Linked DNA regions of Danio rerio: region 1 is linked to region 2. A link is a contact called in public Hi-C data. All regions are on one chromosome and are shown on one strand. The core of a region is the stretch at or near the end of the contact, and the rest is flanking DNA. Distances in the headings are between cores, read along the strand shown.

What was found. Hi-C and Micro-C count contacts between places; a contact is called where the count stands out from the background.
Region 1: a contact with region 2 is called in a Hi-C map of embryo, with 2.1 times the contacts expected there. The contact joins the enhancer-like site here to the promoter of kalrna in region 2. A contact is called at or near these places in 3 of 18 Hi-C or Micro-C datasets (caudal fin, embryo and an unstated tissue) and 1 of 4 datasets of contacts at active chromatin or transcription factors (caudal fin).

Annotation. Positions count from the first base shown.
Region 1 is chr9:4,305,484-4,310,504 of GRCz12tu, forward strand. The region is part of intron 11 of kalrna (kalirin RhoGEF kinase a); the gene reads left to right. Among named protein-coding and RNA genes, the nearest start is that of mylka, 110 kb to the left of the region's middle. Within about 2 kb of position 1,743, at least 3 of the 62 cell types and tissues checked have an H3K27ac peak or open chromatin away from gene starts, as enhancers often do.
Region 2 is chr9:4,168,607-4,173,481 of GRCz12tu, forward strand. kalrna (kalirin RhoGEF kinase a) reads left to right here and starts at 2,107. Exons shown (of 59, transcript XM_073912396.1): 1 at 2,107-2,324. The coding sequence starts at 2,258. All of the region lies in intron 1 of mylka (myosin, light chain kinase a), which reads right to left.

The DNA of each region.
Region 1 (5,021 bases), core at 493-2,992, 140 kb after region 2:
AATTAAGGCCCTGTCTACACAAACAGTTTTTTTTTTTACAAACTGCACTTTTTCTATGCAGTTTGACTGTTTGTCCACATAAAAGCACAGTATCAGGTGATGATTTTTAAAAACTCTGGGTACAGTGTGGTCATGTGGACACTAGGCCTGCACAATATATCATTTCAGCATCAATAAAAGCCATTAAGGCATAAGAAAGTTTACCATTTGTACGTTTGACAAATTAACAATGATTCCTTTTATTGAATTGTTTATAAAAAGAACAGTATGCAGTATTATTTTACGTTTGATTATTCAATTACTATATACCTGAATACAATTGGACTGTAAAATATTAATGTTAAATATATAAAAATTCTTAGGTTTGCACCTTTTTCTTTATTGAGTTTACACACACACACATACATTCATACACTACGGACAATTTAGCCTACCCAATTCACCTGTACCGCATGTCTTTGGACTGTTGGGGAAACCGGAGCACCCGGAGGAAACCCACACGAAGGCAGGGAGAACAACACAGAAACGCCAACTGAGCCGAGGTTCGAACCAGCGACCTTCTTGCTGTGAGGGGACAGCACTACCTACTGCGCCTCGCCTATAAATATTTATATTTATATAAATCACCACAGAGTTATGGGATCAGAAAAATATCAATCTGAAAACATATTTTAGATTTGAAATGAGGAAAATAAATGTGCTTTACTGACGTGACCAAAAAAGTTTACAGTACACAACATACTTTGTAGAAATTCTGCAAATTAAACTGCACAACCCAAAAACAATAATGCTAATCAAAAAGATTAGAGCCGGCTCTCTATAAAACAAAAAAAATATTGATTTTGTTTTAATTTTGTATTTGAGGAAAAAGCTTCATTATGGCTCAGAGGTTAGCACTGTCACCTCACAGCAAGACAGTTGCTGGTTCGAGTCCCAGCTGGGCCAGTTGACGTTACTGAGTTTGCATGTTCTCCCCGTGTTGGTGTGGGTTTCCTCTGGGAGCTCCAGTTTCCAAAGATATTATTATCCACGTATGAGCGGGCACAGCCATTTGAATCTTTTTGGCTTGAGACTTCCAGTCTCGTTCACTTCCATTCATTTTAAGACATTAAAAACAGCTTGTTTCACTGCTGAATGTTGCAAACTGATATTTTCTTATTTAATTTTGTCTGTATAGTCATGCAAACACTTATTTGTACCGCTAGCAGTTTGACCGTTTTCTCCCATTTATTATTCCTAGTCATTTCTCCCATAAGAAACTGAATTGGAAGTTCTAAAACGATCACAAAAACACTTCCGCATTGAAGAATAAGGTCAATAGGTGAATTGGATAAACTAACATAGAGACACACTCCATGTTAGTGTGAATGTGAGAGTGTATGTATGGGCATTTCCCAGTACTGGGTTTTGGCTGGAAGGGCATCCCCTGCATAAACATATGCTGGAATAGTTGTCGGTTCATTCCACTGTGGCGATCCCTGATAAATAAGGGACAAAGCCAAAGAAAAATGAATGAATGGACACACACACCAGGTGGATTACAGAGGAATGCTGGGAGTTTTTTTTTTTTTTTTTAGCTGAGCAGTGCCAGATGTGCTCGAAGAACATGCTGTTTACCTCTTCAGCTGCCAATCAGACCCTTGTGTGAAATGTTAAGTGTAATTCATGACACGTTGACGGCGTGTTGCTGCAGCAGTCAATAGCAGGGATTATTAGTGATTTAGCATGCGGTAATGTGACATCACGCAACATCCATCACCTCATGCACCCTGCGCTCCAGAAGTAAATATGCTGAGGGTTAAGTGGCTCAATCTGTCTTGCTGGAGCCTTTTGATTTGGTGCTTTGCTTGTCTAATGGAGCTCTATATCATGAGCTGTAGTTTTGTTGATGTATGGAGACTGGGGGAATCTGCTTTTCTCACGAATGCTCATGAAGTTCTGTTCTTCTGGCTGTACTGTGGAAATTGATATCTTGTAAAATGTACATTTATTTCACAGAAGGGATTATACCAATGTTATCAAAGTGATGAAAAAGTAAAGAGTCAATGGATGTGAAATGTAGCTTTGTCCACTCTTTCCTCCATTTTTCTGATGATGGCGGGTCTGTGAGCTGGTTGTGCTTTCTCAGTTCTTGTTCTTTGATCTTTCAATCCAATAGCACAAAATCTAGCTCAATTTTAATAATTAGCAAACATATAAAAATCTTATAAAATGTACAGGATCAGTTGAACCAAAGTCCCTTCACTCAGGGAAGTCATTTCACTCAGCGGCCATCTTCGAAACAACTATCGGGCAGTATTCTCGGCAGTCTGTTTGAAAGGGCAAACATCAAATTTTCCAAAATGGCTTTCCAAGCTTACGATTAAATTTCATATTAGGAATCACCAATAAAATTAAACAACAACTGTGTCTTTAGTTTTATTTCTAAACATCTGTATCACACAAAATCTGCAGAAACTAACATCAGGTCCAAGCCCCTCCCCCAGACTATTGTCAGTCTATAGCGATCATGATTGGCTCCTGTACCAGAAGGCGTGCTTTTTTGACCATATAGCGATCGATAATTGGCTCCTGTACTAGTAGGCGGGGTTTTATTCACTATATTGGCAGTTACACTATTCCTCATTCAAAAAGATACGAGTGACATGTCTTGTGAATTCTATAGTCTTTGGATGAACACACTAGGCTACTCTATGAATTGACTAGTGAAATTATAGACTGAATTTAAATCTTTTATTTCAGATCAACTCCTATATAGGCTGTATTATAGGCCTTTATTCTGTTAAATGGTTTTAAAATGTATAGTTGAAGTCAAAATTATTCATCCTGCTGTGAATATTGTTCTTTTTTAAGTATTAGCCAAATGATGTTTAACAGGGCATGGAATTGTTCCCAGTATTTCCTCTATTCATTTCTTCTGGGAAAAAATCTCATTTGTTTTATTTTGGCTGGAATAAAAAAATAACAGAATAGAATAGAAAAACGTTCATAATTTTGTCTGTCATTTGTGATTTGACATATTTACATCTTTTAAATATATCACTATGGATCACAAAGCCAGTCAAGTTTTGCAAATGAATATTTATACTGAATAAATAAGCTTTCCGTTGTATTGTTTGTGTAATGTTGGAGAGGACACTATTTGGCAGAGATACAAATAGAAAATTTAGATACAATTTGAAAATCTGGAATCATTTTGTTTTCATTTGCTTTTTTATTGTACATTTTAACTGTCTGCTTTCCTGTTTATAATTGATCAGGTTGGAGTTTAGTGTATTGTCAAAAAACCTATCTGTATATGTATACTACCTGACAAAAGTCTTGTCGCCTATTCAAGTTTTAGGAACAACAAATAATAAGTTGACTTCTAGTTGCTCATTTGGTATCAGAAATGGCTTATATGAAAGGCGAAGTCGCTTTTTTTACCAAAATAAAATATGATCATGCTTTGATTATTTTATTTAATTAGGACAGTAAGGTCTGACTTTGCTTAGACAAAAGTCTTGTCACTTACCGAAATAATGTACAGTATAGAATATAAAGTCATGCTGCAGTGGAAAAAGAATGAATTTTGACGACATGATTATACTCAATGAAATTGCTTCTCAGTTAAACAAGATGGTGTTGGCATCATTCGCCAACTAAGGTCGCAAGATTGGTGTTACAAACATAGCTCAGCAGTTTGATGTTTTCCGAAATCATAGTTCCGATACAATTTTCACATGTCAAAACTATGCAGCAAGCCATATAGGAGCCTCAGAGTTGCTTCCTGATCTGTTAACTGTGGAATTTCCTTGTTTAGTTCAAAAGTGCTGCAGTAGTGTTTATACACAGCACATTCCACCGCACAGCTGTGTATGTATGTGTGTGTTAAGACTAAAACGCATTACATCATGTGAGCATAGACTAACAGAAGGTTCTCTTGCAGGCCAAACTTTTACAATGTTTCCCAGTGATTTTGGAGGGTTTGTGGAGTGTCCTGCTGAAGGAGGTCACCACATGAGCCTTGATTCAGCAGCACTCCAGAAACACTTCATTTCAGTCTCAAACTCCTCTGCCTCCACACACACACTTGAGAACATTGTGAGGTGAGTGTAGCTGAAAGTGGTTTTGACAGAGAGCAAAGTCAAAGGACAGTGTGTGTGTGTGTGAACCACAACATCGGTCATACTGTAAGTGTCAATTTATTTCAAAATTGAAAAAAAGCTCAATAAAAAACAGGCTTAACACTGATGTACATGTATGATTTGTTATTAACAATGATTAACATGTATGTTATTGTTATTAGACAATATTAGGCAGAGATACAACTATTTGAATATCTGGAATCTTTAAAGATTTAAGGGATTTGAAGCTGTCTATATAAATTACACATTACTAATTAAAAATACTGTTTGATATATTTACAATTGGGTGGCTTATTTCGCTGTGGCGACCCCTGATAAATAAAGGAACCAAAAGAAAATCAATAAAAATTTACAGTTGGAAAAATATCCATGGAACATGATCTTTACTTAACATTCTAATGATATTTGGTGGAAAAAAAAGTGTCTATAATTTTGACCCATCCAATGTATTTTTGTTAGTTACAGTAGTTTTGTTTTTATAGTAATCACTATAATACTTGACTATAGCCATTCAACATTTCAGTATACTTGAGAGTTATCAATGTTAAGAAGCATTACTCTTTAAAATGACAAATATTTAAATTGTCACATGAACCTATAGTAATAAATGACATTATGGTAATCCAATCTAGAGGTCATAAAAACATAAGCTAACTTTTCAGCATTGGAGATAAATAGCATGTTTTTAGCTCAACGATATTTTTAAGATAAAAGAAGGCTGTTTTTGTGTCAGGAGATATGATTTTCAAAAATCAGGTTGCTTTCTAATATAACACAAAGATATTTGACAGTATAACTAATAGCATGAATTTAGCAAGAATGAACTATAAAGGGCGAGGCAGTGGCGCAGTAGGTAGTGCTGTCGCCTCACAGCAAGATGGTTGCTGGGTCGCT
Region 2 (4,875 bases), core at 857-3,356:
GCTGGAGGAAGCTGGTATTGTGCCCACTAGGAGTCAGCTAACTACAGACCTCATGGCACAAGCACACACACACATACACACAGAGCGAGGGGGAGAGATGGAGAGAAAGAATGATTTACACGCTCACACACACACATGCACTATAAAGGATACACTGCCAAAAGTGTCCATGATAACAGGAAGAACTGGAAGCGGAGTGATTTGCTGAGTAATCACACTGGGTTGTTATTTCGGTCTTGATCAGATACAGGATACACTGATGTACATGCACGCCATTATTGTAAAACCTCTTTTATATATATGGATGAAATTTGGCTGAAAGTATATTGAATGGATGATTTGATCTGTTTAGTTCCACTTGGCCTTGTCATGACTGTATTGCAGATCGTTAATATTATAATAAATGAAAATGATATGCTATAATAAATGCTTTATTGCAGTTGCTGTAATTAGAAAGTAGTTTTATGTGTCTTTACAAAGAGAGCTAAAACTAAATCTGTCTTTCAGAAGTCCAGCAAAGTGAGCCTGGATTTATGTCAACTGTAATATTAACTTGCTTTCACCAGGGGGCGGTACATCCTAGTTATTCAGTTAAATTTTTTGGTTTAATTTTCACGTAGAGCATCACTCTGTTGATTTATAAGTATATTAATTTATTAGTAAATATTATATTAGTAATAATAATAATCCAATATAAATAATATAACAGTTATATAGGCATACACTTGTATACTTTATGTATATATATATATATATATATATATATATATATATATATATATATATATATATATATATATATATATATATATATAAAATTATAAGATTATTTCAACACATTTGTAAACATAAAAGTTTTAATAACTCATTTCCAATAACTGGTTTATTTTATTTTTGCCATGATGACAGTAAATAATACTTTACTAGATGATAGTTCTATACAGTTTAAAGTTACATTTAAAGGCTCAACTGGGTTAATTAGGTTAACTAGGCAGGATAATTGGGCAAGTTATTGTATAATGACGGTTTGTTCTGTAGACTATCGAAAAAATTGCTTAATTTTGATCTTAAAATGGTGTTTAAAAATTAAAAACTGCTTTTATTCTAGCCAAAATGAAGCAAATAAGACTTAAAATATTATCAGACATACTGTTAAAATGTCCTTCCTCTGTTAAACATAATTTGGGAAATATTTAAAAAAGAAAAACAAAATCAAAAGGGGGCTAATAATTCTGACTATATATATATACACACACACACTTTGTGTTAATTAAAATTATTTACAGATTAAAAATTATTTCTTTTAATTATATTATTATAATACTAAAAATTTGTAAAATATATTATCATTATTATCTACATAATTATTTTCTACATTATTATTTCTAAAGATTTCGTTTTATTTTAAATGTTTATTTATTCAACCTATTTTAGTTTAATTTGTATTCATCTTGAATTTGTGGATATTGTTGCACACGTGCTTTCTATTTATTATGCTAATTTATGTCAAAGGGTTTTCCAACAGCCCAAGACTAGAAGGGGGCGTGATATCACAGTGGGAGGGCCCACACCCACTCACACTCACACGCGCGCGCGTTTCCCTTCTGCTCTATTGTTAAGGGAAAACACACTCCACAACCATAAACACAATCTCTGCTCTTCAGGACGCCATTACAATAAGTATGTAAACTAAGTATTTCTCATTGAAAATATAAATACGCGAGGAAAGTGACCAAAAAGCCTACTGACATCATGCAGGATCAATGACATCAGCTTTCACTGACACTTCTTCACCTCATCTACACACACGGGCTGCGCGCCGCTTTGTTTAAACTGGAGCGAGTGGTTTTCAAGAATCGGTTCCTTCGAACGGTTCATTTCAATGAGGCGGTCTCAAAATTAATCAACGTTTTCACGTCACACGGTCAGGCGTCAACATCCACACGCCAGACTAGTCTACTTTCGATTAAATAATTCTAAATTACAGCTTTGAGGATCATGTTGAACAGACCGAACAACACAAGACGGATCTAAGAATCGATAAGCGAGTCTGTTCAAAAGAATCGACTCACAAGAAGTGAAAGGAGCGATCTGAGGAGGAGAGGCGCATCTGGAGACAATAGAAGGCAATGCAGAGCTGTGCTTTGTCGCGCTGACTGAGGGCTGTGCCGTCAAAAAACAGACACACTGAGATGATGGAGCGCTGAATTTGGATATATTTCTTGTTATTTTGAGCTGTGAGATACAAGAGGAAAACATGAATTCTGCTGAAGCGCCGGAGGACGGACCCAATGATTCGGACACGGATGCATTCTTCAAAACAGGTACGATGCGAGGAGAGATGGAGAGACAGGGATTTCTACAAACCCAGAGTCACATTTATGATTATTGGAGCACTTTCTTTTATATTTCACACTGTCTTTATGATGTTTACATGTTGCTATAGTTAATTATTCTTTTCATAAATTCCAAATTGCGGAATTTATTCAATTTATTTACAATACTGCTTAATTGAAATCGGCATTTGATTCATTGCGTTAAACATTATTTAGTGTAACTAGTATTTCCCTTCGTTCTTAACATTAAAATCATGTGTCATTGATTTAGTCATGGTTTGGTTTATGAAGTGTGTTATTTATACTAAACAAAAAAAAAAGAAAGAATAAGCACACTATACTGAAGATAAATTGATAGTAATCGGACAAATCAGACATGATGTAGATGAAGGATGTAGTTTGTGTAGGTTTACAGGTAGCTTGTGTGAGATGGGGATGCTGAGCTTTACCGTTATCCTGCTGTGATTGACAGCTAGACCAGCCCAGCCTATAATATACTGTTCCTGAACTGCTCGACGACTTCTCCTGCATGTTTTGGGTTATTTATTCTCACGCTGGGGTGCACAAAATGGCTGGTTTGTTGTAGGCTAATAAGTTTGACTGAAGTGTGAAAGCACATTCATTAAAGTAGGCTACATGCTAGGCTAATTGGAAAGTGACTGGGAGGATGGTATTTACAAACACTCCTCTGGTAATTTGTGTAAATAAAACTTTTTTTTTTTTGGAGCGTTGGAGGTGCCAAGAAGGTATTTAGTGGTATATGCTTATCCTCGCATTGAGGAGGTGCTTTTTATTGCTAAATGGTTAAGATTGACTTCTTCTATATATAAATTTTCAGGATGGTACAGTATTGTGTTGCACTGAACGACATGCTTTTAAAGTATGTATGATGTTTTCCTCATTGTAATGTTGACATCAATATTAATGGTAAATGTTAACTTGAGTATATTTGTCATACAGTATGAAGAGATGTGACAATAATGGCTATCTTTAAAACTGGGCATCGGATCAGTGTTGCGATAAAATACTGGGTCGTGTGCAGCTTTCGGAATTTTGTAGAAAGCTGTAAGGCTGTAATGTGAATGTACTGACATATTAGTCCTGCAGTTTATGTAGTGGGCTAGTCATTATGCTAATACACTCACTCTCTCATATGAACAAACACACATCAAACACAGTTCGAGTGAGGTTCAAGGTGAAGACTGTGTGTGTTGTGTGGAAAAGCTGAGACTTCACAGTCAAGGACAGGCTGATAAATAGCAACATGTTCAAACAACTGCAAGAAAAATCATTGGTATTTAAGGGAGTGATAGAAAATATTTTCTTGCAGGCTTATTTAGGAATTACTGCTATGATTGAGTACTGATCATGACAGAATCTGCGGACATATTTTGCTGTTTCTGTGGAGAATTTTGTAAAAAAAAAAATCTGTCAAGTATCATAACAAAATTTTGGGAGAATTTAGTTTATTTTTTTTAATTTACAAAATTTGGAAGAATTTTGTAAAAAGAAATCTGGGAGTATCATAAACAAAATTTTGGGAGAATTTTGTAAAGAAATGTACAAAATTTGGGAGAATTTTGTAAAAAAATATGGTAATATCATAAACAAAATTTTGGGAGAATTTTGTAAAAAAATTTACTAAATTTGGGAGAATTTTGTAAAAAAAATCTGGAGTTATCATAACAAAATTTTAGGAGAATTTTGTAAAAAAATTGTAAAAAATTTACAAAATTTGGGAGAATTTTGTAAAAAAAAGTCTAGGAGTATTATAACAAAATTTTGGGAGAATTTTGTAAAAATTGTAAAAACTGTACAAAATTTGGGAGAATTTTGTAAAAAAAATCTAGGAGTATCTTAAACAAAATTTTGGGAGTATCATAACAAAAAACTTACTATTTTACTAAATTACTAAATTAAAAATAATATATTTTTAACTTTTATTTACTGTTTACCATGCAAATCCAATTAGATCCACTTTTTAGGTAAACAAAGCAAGTTTCTCATATAATAGATCTACTAAAAAACTGAAAATATTACTTTACAAACTTTATTGTTATTAAATCATATGAACAGTTTCATATTAGTCAATAATATTACAGAAATTAATTTCAAAACAACTGAATAAATATAAATTTACACACATTTACACAAGTAAATAAATAGACTCAATGGTCGGCTAAAAATCTGCGGAAATCTGCGGATTTCTGCGCGCGCTGATTCTATGTGGGCCTTCTGATTAGCCACACAGAAGTGACTTTCCCAAGTTTCGCATAGAAGACTATTATTTAATAAGCTTGGTGGAAAAAAGCATGAAGGCCCTGATATTTCTGTTGTACACAAATCGTCATTCACTTGAGTAGTGTTGCAAAGATATTGAAATGTCTTTGATACGATACCTTAAAAAATATTGATATTCGATACCATTTTCGATACTGTGGGGAACAAATTCCGCAACATTATAAGTATGCAAATGAAGTAAAAAGGGATAGAATGCTTATTTCAAGTATGTCAGCAGTCCTTAATTAAAAAAAAGAAC